Linked DNA regions of Capsicum annuum: region 1 is linked to region 2. Evidence: chromatin contacts called from public Hi-C data. All regions are on one chromosome and are shown on one strand. Each heading gives the region's core, a stretch centred on a gene start, on an enhancer-like site or on the middle of the called end of the contact. The rest is flanking DNA. Distances are from core to core; before and after follow the strand shown. Region 1 holds the start of LOC107875938 (dnaJ homolog subfamily B member 4). Region 2 overlaps LOC107875939 (plasma membrane ATPase 1).

What was found. Hi-C and Micro-C count contacts between places; a contact is called where the count stands out from the background.
Region 1: a contact with region 2 is called in a Hi-C map of pericarp, with 2.8 times the contacts expected there. The contact joins the promoter of LOC107875938 here to the enhancer-like site in region 2. A contact is called at or near these places in 4 of 5 Hi-C or Micro-C datasets (bud, leaf, pericarp and 1 more).

The regions. Positions count from the first base shown.
Region 1 is chr6:210,949,475-210,955,947 of UCD10Xv1.1, reverse strand. It overlaps LOC107875938 (dnaJ homolog subfamily B member 4), which reads left to right and starts at 5,040. Exons shown (of 2, transcript XM_016722843.2): 1 at 5,040-5,804. The coding sequence starts at 5,212.
Region 2 is chr6:210,905,138-210,911,559 of UCD10Xv1.1, reverse strand. It overlaps LOC107875939 (plasma membrane ATPase 1), which reads left to right. Exons shown (of 21, transcript XM_016722845.2): 18 at 132-317; 19 at 400-582; 20 at 664-842; 21 at 1,094-1,452. The coding sequence ends at 1,190. It also overlaps the pseudogene LOC107874737. Among protein-coding and RNA genes, the nearest start is that of LOC107875940, 10 kb to the right of the region's middle. Within about 2 kb of position 2,374, at least 3 of the 5 cell types and tissues checked have an H3K27ac peak or open chromatin away from gene starts, as enhancers often do. A contact at or near this core is called in leaf and pericarp, where this site is marked.

The sequences.
Region 1 (6,473 bases), core at 3,791-6,290, 42 kb before region 2:
TTGAAAAAAAAAAAAGAAAAAAATACGTGATTTTTTATTTTTTTATTTTTAAAACGCCTACTAATATATATTACTATCTAATAAGAGGTAAAAGGCACGAGAAGCAGGCAACACTCCATCAACATGCCTGCTTCTCCTGCCTGCTTCATCAGCTGCTTCTTCCGTGATTTCAATTATGTGATCTCTAATTAATTATTATAAGTTATTTATATATTAAAAAATTAATATTATTTAATAAAAAAAAGTAAAATAGATATTTATGATCCTGCCTGCTTCATAAGTTGTTTCCTTCGTGATTTTATTATATCATCTCTAATTAATTATTATAAGTTATTTATGTATTAGAAAATTAATAATATTTAACCAAAAAGTAAAATAGATATTTATGTCATGTCTGCTTCAAATGCTTCACCCAGCTATTTTTATATAGTAATTCTGTTGTATCACTTTTAAGTAGACATGTCTGCTTCGCTGTTTCAATCGTGATTTTACTATGTCACTCCTAATTAATTATTATGACCATTTAAATTTTTTCACAAGTATCTTTTATAGTAATTTTGATGTATCGCTTTTAGTTAGTTGTTGTGAATCATTAAGACATGTTTGTTTCGCTGTTTCACTCGTAGCTTTACTATATCGCCCATAATTAATTATTATGGTAATCTAAGCATTTGAAATTACATAAAACTTATTATAAATTATAATAGTTAACATCATCTAAGCATTTAAAAATTTCATAAAACGTATTATAAATTACAATAATTAACAACTTAAAATATCTAAAAAAAATTAATATATTATATATTTTTAAAAAATACTATAAATTATAATAATTAAAATAAATTTTAAAAAAATATTTATTGGGCCCGTGCCTTGCACGGTATATATATAACAAAAAAAGAAAAAAAAAAGAAAAATTTCTCTCCTTCTTCTTCTACCCCCAACCCCATCCCACCCCATCCTAATCTCCTCCCAAACCCGCTAGCCACCACTACCAGCCCCCCTCCAAAATCTAACCCCAATTACTTCTCCAATTATCAAATCACACCCCTACCTCCAATTTCTCCTTCTTCATTCCCAATAAAAAAAGAAATGAAATTGAATTTGAAAAATTAAAAATTGACATGATTTGAATGTTTGATTGTTGATTTTAGAGAATTTGGTGTTGATTTGATCAAATTTACCGGGTGGTTGAGTTTTTTATCACTATTTTATGGTATTTTTTATGGTGGTAATGGAGTTTTCCGGCGAAAATTCGCCGAAAAATATGGCGTGTGTGTACAGGTGTGGCTGTGGGAGTGGACGGAGGTGGATGAGGGTGTGTGCAGGTGTGACAGTGTGGGGGTGGACTGGGGTGGACGGGGTGTGGTGGTGGACGGGAGGAGAGGGGAGGGGAGGGGATGGGGGGTTATGAAGAAGATGGAAAATGGGGGGTGGGGTTATTTTTAAATTTTAAAATATTTTATATATAATATTTTATATATAAAATATTTATATATATTTTTATATATATTTTACTTATATATATAAAAAGTATTTTAAAAATACTTTATTTACGTGGCTCCGACACTGATGTGTCAGCATTTGTGATGCACTCTCCCTCATGAGAGTGGTATTATATATTAAGGGGTGAAATTAATTCATTCCAAAAATATTAAAGGGGTAAATAAATGAAAGGTTAGTTTAAGTGTTAAAAGTAAGTTGGGAAGACAAGTTCGGGGGTTGATGCATTATCTCTTATAAGTATAATATCAAGATGTAGTAGATAAAATTGCTTGAATAAGCTCATATTACATATACTTTTTAGATAATATCCGTGCTTTGTGCATGAAATTAAATCATATGAATTGTTAATTTACATGTGATTATAGACATACTGGGCATTTACATTTGTATAATGTTTGGAGCACCATCGAGGAATATATTTTTCTAGATAAATATTTTATCTTTGATTTCTCTATGTTATCTTTATTGGTGGTGATTTCTCTCGATATGTTTCTCTCCTCTAATTGCTTGAAACTGAATGCGTTAATTTGTTGCAAGAAATAGAAATATTATTATGAGTATTAAACTGTAAACATCTCAAATACAATTTTTTCAAATTATTTTCATAAATTTGATATTTGATATTTGATATTTTCAAACTTTGTTAAGAAACAACAACAGACCGAGTGTATCCCCACATAGTAGGGTTTGGAGAGTGTAAAATGTACGCAGTTCATATCAATACTTCCGACAAGTAGAGAGACCGTTTCCGATAAACTTCTGGTTCAAGACAAAGAATAGTAAACAAAGTCGTAATAAAACATGAAACAAGATGGAATTAACAGAAATAAGACACCACAAAGTAATTAATTTTATTCAATTGCAATAACAAAATTGAGTTTGTTAGTTGGACTATAATTAAATTATATGTATAATTATATTCTGTCCGTTTATTTTTACTATGTATATTTTTAAATTGAAACAAAATGCCAAAAGTAAGTCTTCTTTATTTGTTTGTATATACATGCATTTTCCAAATTTTGTGTTAGTTGTCATGATTTTGCTTATTACGAACTAGGTCATGATTATTTTTGAAGTCTCGTTTATTCATGCCTCTTAACATATATATTTTTCCATATTAGATAACTTCTTAACCTCATTGCATGTATGAACCATGAAAACTTTTGGCAAGATGTGACAATTACATCAGAATTGGAGGAAAAAGAGTTATTAATTTTGTCTACGCGTTTTGCTTTACTGAGAGTTGATCAGTACAACTCACGTACTTATTTATTCATCTTTTACTAGCCTATTTATATCCAACTACAATCTATTTCTTTTTTAAAAAACCACTCATCAATTAATTTTAACTCTCAGTTCTAACGAAAGATCTAAAACAAACCTCTGCAATTTACCTATAAATATGTCATTTTACGTGCAAACAACTAAATATTAATAAATTAAGAAACAAATGTGATTAATTTAAGTGGTTGAAACGTTTCAGTGTCAACCTATTAATCATCTTTGTGAAGGCGAGGTAAAGGGGAAAGAATGAATTAAGAAGAAAACACATAATTACGTCAAGAAATTAAAGATTTTTGTTAGGTTAAAGGAGTTCAAAAATGCCCAAACTCTCTATTGAGTGAAAAGTAAGGTGTAAATAATGCGTAAAAATCTCTATAAAACATAAGATTTCAAAAATCGCTAAATTTACAAAATATTACTCCATTTGTTCCTTTTTAGTGGTTATGTCATTTTTTAAGTCAATTTAACTAAATTTTAAAGAAAAATTAAATTAGATTAATTCAATATTTTAAAAATAAAATTTTGATGTTCATAAATTATATGAAAAGATTTTTTTTTTTCAATATGATTAAACAATATATATCTTAAAATAATGGTTATAATTTATATTGTTCGACTCTAGAAAATAAAATTATGATAAGCAAATCAAACGGTGCCATCTAAAATAAAATAAGAGAGTATATAAATTTTGGCTAATATTCTAAATATTGATTCTAAAATAGGCTATATTTGCACTTCCCTAGGTGGATCACCACGAGTAGGGGTGACAATTAAGCGATGTTGGTAAAATTTAGACGAGTGAAGACCTAATTTGTTCTAAATTTTTGGGATCAAAATAGATTGAGTCAAAATGAATTAGATACTGAGTTATAATCTAAGTCGTCTAATTCTTTTGTTTTTTTGGGGGTAACTATCTATAAATATTACCATAGCAAAATCAATCAAGTACAACCAAAAAGCTCCAGAGTGTAACCACCTTCATGTGATCATCACATTTAGACCTCAAAAAGAACCAAAATAAACAACATTTAACTACAAAGTTTTCCGATCAAAGTCTGACACCTCCCAGCTCTTCTGGTGTGTTACAACATGTATAATCTCTCCCTTATTTCCTCTTGTATCTATACCAGCTTAATGTTCACCTGCACATTTTATTGTTGAAATATTCTGCAATTTATAGCATGCAGTGAATAGTAAAGTGATGCTCCCCAAACAACAGCTACAATTTCATTTTTGAATTGACTCCACCTCCTTGATTTGTTCCATTTAAGAGCAGTTGTAGTACTGCTACATATAATTGTAGTCCCCAACCATTGACTCAACTTATTCCTCAGTTGTGTTATCCATTCACAAGTGGCGAATAAATGCAAATATGTCTCTTCCTTGTCATCATCACATAAACAATATTTGGTGTCATTCATCGAAATATTCAGCATTCTGAGTCTCATTTTTGTAAGCAGTCTTTCTTGATAGGCTAGCCAGACTATTACTCGTTGTTTAGGTAGCATGAGTGACCTCCACATTAATTAAGAAACCTGCACCCTTTGTCGATTTCCAAGTAAAGCATTATAACTCGATGATACTGAGTAAATACCAGTTGCTGTCAGCATGTACTTATTCCCTCGATACCAATGCACCATCTGATCCTTCAAAGAATTTAGTTTTTTTTCCAATACCAGCTGCAGTCACCAGGAAGTTTGCCTTCATATATATACTATTGATCCATTTAACCCACAACAGGTTTGCCTTCCTTGTAATTGCTAGAGCAATTTTCCAACTGCAGCTATGTTCTAATCACTACAACTTTTGAGGTTCAACCCACCACATCTCTTTGGGACACAAATCTTAATCCATGCTATCAGTGCTATCTTTTTCTTTCCTCCAGTTGCTCCCCACAAGAAATCTTTGTATAATCTATCTACCTCCTTCAATATACTCTGAGGTAATATAAACATAGCACTCTAATAGTCGTATATAGGAAACAAGATCGCCATTATAACTTGCAATCTACCTATGCATGTGATAGATGCTTGGCATAAGACACCTTGATCCTATAATTATTATTAAGTTTTAAATATTTTTTATTTATTCATCTATAATTTTTTAGTACCAAATAAAATTACATTATTTTTCTTTATTATGACTATATAGTATATCAATAAAAAAAAAGTTTTATAAAAATATTTTAACAAAATTTATTAAAAACTAATTTAAATTATATACCAATTTAATTTTTAATGAGTTAAAACAAATTAAATTAGATTAATAAATAAACGGATCAATAATCGGTTCAATGAGTTGGATCCAATTGAATTGTGTTGTTTGATTTAGAACCATGGGCCCCTCATTGACGCAATCGGTTAAACACTCTGCCTGAAATTCCATTTCTCCAGAACGAACATAGCTATTCTGAAGAAGAAAATGGGGGTCGATTATTACAACATACTCAAAGTCAATCGCAATGCCAGTGAAGAAGATTTACGCAAAGCATATCGCCGATTAGCGATGATCTGGCACCCGGACAAGAACCTCGGCAACAACAAATACGAAGCCGAAGCGAAGTTCAAGCAGATTTCTGAAGCGTATGATGTCCTCAGCGATCCACAGAAGCGTCAGATCTACGATTTGTATGGTGAGGAAGCTTTGAAAACTGGTCAAGTACCCACACCTCCAAGAGGTGGACCCCACAACATGCGGAATCCGCATCCGAATCCTTCGTTTCGGTTTAACCCTAGAGATGCTGATGATATTTATGCGGAGCTGTTTGGGTCCTCTTCGTCGGCGGCGGGGGAGAGTAGTAGTGGGAGGGGGAGGAAAGGTAGGGATGGGTTTTTTAGGAGTACCGCGAATGGTGGAGCCGAGTTTTCTGGTGTGGGGAATTCGGGGACTGGAGGAGGTGGTGCGTTCAGAAAGGCGGCGCCGGTGGAGAATGTGTTGTTGTGTAGTTTGGAGGATTTGTATAAAGGAGCGAAGAAGAAGATGAAGATTTCTAGGACTGTTCTAGATGCTTCCGGGTATGTTTAATTTTAGTCTGCATTAAGTTTTAGAGTATTAATTTTAGCCTGCATTAAGTTTTAGAGTAACTGTTAAAGTTGCTACCATGTTACAAAAAGGTCATGGGTTCAAGTCGTGGAAATAGCCTCTTGCAGAAATGCAAGGTAAGGCTGCGAACAATATACCCTTGTGGTCCGGTCCTTCCCCGGACCCGCGCATAGCGGGAGCTTTAATTTAATGCACTGGGCTGCCCCAACTTGGCTTATTTGTTTTCTTTTAATTGCAAGATTAGATTTTTATTGCAAAATTTGTTGAGCATTTTGTTAAAGATTAGATTTTTCACTATCGGGGAGTTCTTTGTTGCATTTTGTGAATTTTGATAAGAGTAGTGCATGGGGATGTAGTATGTTTCTAGGCTACTTTGTCAGCTGTTAGAACTTCAAAAGAGCATTTTCGGAGTTGGATGAGATATGTCTGCGCGTAATCATAATTTGAAGTTGCATTTCATGCCTAGTATGTTGGTTATTATCTGGCAATGTTAATGTGCATTTGTGAGTTTAAGATAGTTCGTTGAATGCCTAATAAAAACATTAGATTCTCAGTGCAGTTATATCCTTACACGATGGAGTATGTGCTTGACTAGGGAACATAACAACCCTTTTTGCGTCTACAAAATGGCTAGATTGGCG
Region 2 (6,422 bases), core at 1,125-3,624:
TTACGATGACTATCTGTATATTGAACTACATGATCTGTTGACGTTGCTTTTTGGAATATTTTGATGTTGAATTGGTATTAATTATGTGCTGTTCTTAGTTGGTAATCTCACTCACTTTGGTGACTTTCCAGCGTGTATTTGGGGTATCAACACTTCAGAAGACAGCAACTGACGACTTCAGGAAACTTGCATCAGCAATTTACCTTCAAGTGAGCACTATCAGTCAGGCCTTGATATTTGTCACAAGATCTAGAAGTTGGTCGTTTGTTGAGCGTCCTGGTTTGTTGCTTGTGATTGCTTTTCTGATTGCTCAACTGGTAAGCCATCTGCTCATTCATTCTGGCAAAAATTTTCCAACTTCATCATTCTTATAACATTTGGTTGATTATTTGTAAACAGGTTGCCACCTTGATTGCTGTTTATGCAAGTTGGAGCTTTGCTGCAATCGAAGGAATTGGCTGGGGTTGGGCAGGAGTTATCTGGCTCTACAATTTAGTATTCTACTTCCCGCTTGATATCATCAAATTCTTGATCAGATATGCTCTCAGTGGAAGGGCCTGGGATCTTGTTCTTGAGCAAAGGGTACGAGTTATGCAGTAGATATACTCATGCTCATGTTATTTTCATCCAATGGTATATGATGGTTTTTCTTTGGTATTGCAGATCGCTTTCACCAGGAAGAAGGATTTCGGAAAAGAACAACGTGAGCTTCAATGGGCACACGCACAGAGGACCCTTCATGGGCTGCAAGTTCCTGACACCAAATTGTTTAGTGAAGCTACCAATTTCAATGAGCTTAATCAGTTGGCTGAGGAAGCAAAGAGAAGAGCTGAAATCGCTAGGTAAAGATTCTCATATTGAGTTGTTTTTTCAACAGAAGCATAGTGGACGACTAGATTATGCTTATGTTCTAGTTGCATGTGAAGTTGAACTTTTATTTGTGGCGCATTTCACTCTCCTCCCTTTTACTCATACGGGCCATGCTATATCACCACTTCTTTAGTGCTTGATTTGCTTTATCTTAGTTTTCCTCTGCTATACACATGTAGTTTTCATGACTTCTGGAACCTGAATGCTACATTTGTCATTGCAGGCAACGTGAGCTGCACACACTTAAAGGTCACGTGGAATCAGTCGTGAAGTTGAAGGGTCTTGACATAGAGACAATTCAGCAATCATACACTGTTTGATGGGAGAGTGAGCATGTTTGACTAGCGTTACTTAACCGGTGAGTTGGTGATAGAATGAAGACATAATGAGTGTGAGTTACCTCTGGAGCAACAAGTTCATAGTAGTAACGTCTTCAGCGCTTAAAAGTGCCTTATATATTCTATACATTTTTTTCCTTCGAATTTTTGTTTTTTCTTTTCTTGCTTTCAAGACTTGACTCCATTATATATGTGACAATTGACCAAGAATGAATATTTCAGCTATAACAGCATTCATCGTCTATATTCTCAAGAGTGTTTATTTCATGGTTCAACAGCATTTGATTTTTGTACTGCCTCTTGATTATAGAAGTTGAATTTTATTGCATTGGTGTATAATGGTGACTTAATATATTTGAGTGAATTTCCATAACCTGTTGTTGAATGGTGACTGGGCGTGAGCCTCCCTTTGAAGGCGAGCCTTAGAGTAACCGGTAAAGTTGCTGCTATGAGATCAGGAGGTCACGGGCTCAAGTCTTGGAAACAGTCTCTGGCAGAAATGCAAGGTAAGATTGCGTACAATACACCCTTGTGGTGGACTCCTTTCCCTCGACCCTGCGCATAGCGGGAGTTTTAGTTCACCAGGCTGTGTTTTTTTTTTTTTTGGGTTGTTGAATGGAAGAACTAAAATCTTCCAATTCTTGATCTTTACTATTGTTTTTCAAACAAACAGCTGTGTTCCATTAGTCATGCCAGGAGGAATTCTTTCTAAGAATTACCCAACTGAAACTGAAGGATTTTTTTTTCAATGAAATAGTGAACCTGTTCAACTGATCACAAGTTCAACCTTACAACAAAAGCTAAAACTTATGCGCGATGGGCAATAGAAGTTTTTCCCAACGATCTTTTTAAAAGACCAGACACAGTACGGACATCATGCATCATTTCCTGCTCATCTGTTGCAACAGATGTCTATATTTATTTGATAATGTCTATATTTGTTTGATAATTTTCAATAGATGAGTTAGCTATTGTAACAAGTTAGTCATCTATATTTGTTTGGCTACTATTAAAAGATGATAGGTCCATTTTCAAGGGTTCTCAATTACATAAAAGAGGGACTCGTTTCCAAAGAAATATCCCAAAACGTGGATGATGTTTTAGCCACCAACTGATCTTTCATAATTTCTGAACTATAGATACACAGTCCCACTTGAAGCTAACAGTTTGATCCACCTTTGACCCCCCAAAAAAACAGTTTCATCCACCCATGTGGGGTGCAAAATCCACACTAAGGGAACAAAATCAACTTTAAATAATTGTCATTTCTCTTATTAGGTTGCAACAAAACGTTATCAAATCATGAACAACCTAAGTTGCATGGACTCTTAGCTTTTGATGCAACATCCGTGTCGGATTCTTTAAAAATACACTACTTTTGGAGAATTTGACGTGCACCTGTGCCGACATTTTTGAAGAGTCTGTGCAACACAGTGAACGAACAACTACCAACAAAATGGGCAAAAACTCTAGTTTTAGATAACTATATAGTTCAGCACTGTAACCATAACTTGCCTTGCTATTACTGCTGACTGAAAATTACATTACAGTGTAATTTCGCCTCACATTGCCTCTCCTTTGTACTTGTACCATTTTGCACATACAAGCAAATATCCCAAATTCAAACTCTCTAATGCTGCAATGAGGTAATAAAAATAGTTCAATTTCCCCTTGTCAAGATCCTCAGCTAACCAACTTGATGTCTTATGAACAACTGATGAAATGGAACTTCTCAAATAACTTGACCCTGCCAATCCAACAAAGAAGAAAGACGCCCGCGATGCTCCTCATGTTTTCAGGACACTGTTTGTAGAAGAACTCGTTCTCGCTGATTAATGCAAATGCCTCGGAAAGACCTGTATACAGTTATGAGTATTTGAAGTACGTTAAAGTTGAAAAATAGTATGTGGAAGTTGAAAATGGTTAACTTTTGTTGTCGATTAATGGAAACATCCTTGACCAATTCTTTCATAGTTGTACGTCTTTCATAAATCTAAGAATTTCACTTACTATGATTTGCAAACGCTCACCTGATAATGCCATCTGAGGTATTAGCCATAGCCCTGACATAGATGAGACTGCACCTTTTCCCTGAGTCATTTGTATCATTGGCTTAGTTATTGTCAGGATTCTTCTCCTGTTTTCAACAATGCCTGATATGATCATTGTTACAATCGATAGAAGTATTCCGATTCCCATTTTCTGGAGAAGAGTTATTCCATCTTCTTTCCCTGTGAATTTCCGAAGCCTTGGAAGTACAACACGATCGTATATAGGTAGCCAAATGGTTGTGCTTAGCATGGAAATGACTATGAAAGATGCTGGTGGGATGTGAAAATTGATGTGGCCTAGTTGATTGTTACTTTGTAAGGCTTAGAAAATAACGTAATTTTGTGATTGAACAACAGAAACATAATAGATAGTTCCAGCAACCCATATTGGGATTATTTTGAGTAAGCATTTCACTTCTTCCACCTGCTGAATGCTGCAAAGTCTCCATGGATTGACTGCTGATCCATCTGATGAGTTTATCTGGTCTTCTGAGGTTTTTACTGCTGCTTTATTCAAGAATCTGAAATCATGAGCCTTTTTAGTTAGTCGATAACTCATCTCGACTTATAACTGACTTTGTGGGTCGATTTCATGTATGCTTACTATCTTTTGCACAGTTAAGAGACACCATAACATTGAATACACAACTACTTTTTGTTACATTAGATTTTAGCGAACTATGAGTTCCTCCGAAAATCAATTGACTCGAAGGCCAAATCTTCAGCATTAGGGTTATAACATGTCACTCGCCACATTAAAGCTTTGCCACTCTATAGAATCCACCTGCACCCAAGGGTGTGGCCTAGTGGTTCAATGAAGTTGGGTTGAACACTATGAGGTCTCACATTCAATTTCCAACAGAGACAAACACTAGGTGATCTCTTCCCATCCGTTCTAGCCTTGGTGGACAGAGTTACCTGGTATCTGTTGCTGGTGGGAGGTGGCAGATAGTCCGTGAAATTAGTCGAGGTGCGCGCAAGCTGACCCGGACACCACAGTTATCAAAAAAAAAAAATCCACCTCAGTTATTTTCTTTAGTCGTGTAAAAATTGGCTTCTCATATTTTTACACGAAAAAGAACTATCTGACGTGGAATTTCCACGGAAGCAGAACGATGACATGACGAATTATGTGTTATGATCAACTTCAAAAATTGAACTTCAGGTCATTTGTATTTCTTGAACAACTCACAATAGTTCAGTTTCTTAATATGTCAAAAAGTAGTGTCATTACGACTATAATTCTGTGAAATGTAAAATTTAGTGATGATACGAAAAGTATGATACTGGCAAAGATGAATTACCTAAACTGATCAGTGTAAGCAAGCATAGAACTCAAGGAATTGGAAGGCACATAGTTAAGACCTGTGCCACACTTGTTAAAGGGCTTCCCTTTGGCACAAGCCTGACATAAATCTTAGCACCAACAACGAAAAGTGCACAAGAAAGGAACATCATAATTGTTGGAATGGCTAATCCCAGTGACCAACTGATACTTGTTTGAACATACACAATGACAGTCAATGAGACCATCATAGCAAATGTGTAAGTGAAATAGTACCCCAGTTGAAGAAACTGCTGATTCCTCTTCTTCCTGATTCAATGTTGGGATCAAATTGATCTGCACCAAATGCTAAGTTACATGGCCTTATGCCAGAAGCACCAATTACTAGCAAAACAAAGCCACTTAGTAAAAATGTCATTTGTCCGGGCGTTGGACCAACACATGATGCAGGTTCTTGATTTCCACATTCAGGTGGATGCAACTTTGAGATTGCTGCTGTTAAAGTCAGAACTAGCATTCCCTGTAAACTACAACAACTTCTAAAGAATGGTTAAGGTAGTGTGCGTTTAATACGACAAAAGTCATTTTCTAGACAGTTTTCGTCTCTTTTCACGTGACCTATATTTTCCCGTGGAAAATGACTTTTGTCGTACCAAACAACTCTTAAACTCAATTTTTTTTGGATACGAGTATTTCTTGTACCAAGAAGGAAGACACTGAGGCAAATCCAATGATTTTGTAACGACCAAAGTAAGTATCAGAAAGGAAAGCTCCAAGCAAGGTGCCTAAGTTGCAAGTGCCATTGAAGATGTTGACAATATTAGTAGCTGTTATTGTCTTCTAATGAAATATACTTGTCAAATAAACCAAGAGAATTGATGAGCTTCCAATTGTTCCTAGCTTCTCAATATGTCTCATTCCCTGCAATTTTTAGCATACAAAGACGACTACGTCTCGGTCACAAACAAGTTGGCATCGACTATATGAATCCTCACTTTCATTTAAGATTATAAATTGAATAATATAAAATCTTGTCATGAAAATAAATATTTTTACTGGTGACATTTGGACTTGACACATTTATTAAGAAAGTTTGTAATAACTGACATAGCTATTTACCCTACTACCCCTAATAATTGACAAATACGTAATCAATGCTAAGGGTCATTTGAGTTTTTTTTTTTTTTTTTTTTTTATATTTCAAAAATGAAAATACATGCACTAACAATGTAAGAAGAAAATGCTATAAAAGGTTTTCTTTTTAACTATCAAACCAAATTAGGCTTATTATAAACAATTACATTTGTACACAATAAGTTTTTCTCAAACCCACAATGTGTAGCTCTTTTCTTCTTCCTTTTTTATTTTTGGAAAATGGGGTTGAATTTTTTGAGGAATTCATGACACATGTTTTGATTCCTAAAGTAAAATAATATTTCTACACGAAATTAATAACAAGGGAATTCTTTTTAACAGTATTAAAGTAATCAAATTATTCTTTCACAATAAGACAAGCCAATGTTTTTTTGGGTTTCCATCCGGTGTCCGGTGCCCGCATAAGAGCCCCGACTAATCCGGATAGCGCGTTGCAGGGCCCATTAATGTGGCAGCGCTCCCAACAAAGTTTTCTCCATACCCAGGACCGAACTCTTGACCTCTGATTAAGGATAGAGCAGCCCCATCCACTTCACCACAAACCCATGTTGTTACTAAAGATGAGTTTGCTGCTCACAAACCATTCATCTATGACAGGGAACTTCCAAATATTAGTGCATGTTAGAATGATTATATTGTTAGGTAGTCAAAGTTGAATTAATAAGCTGGATTTATAAAATAAAATACAACCAGAGTGTCAAAACTGTATAGTTAATTCACTAT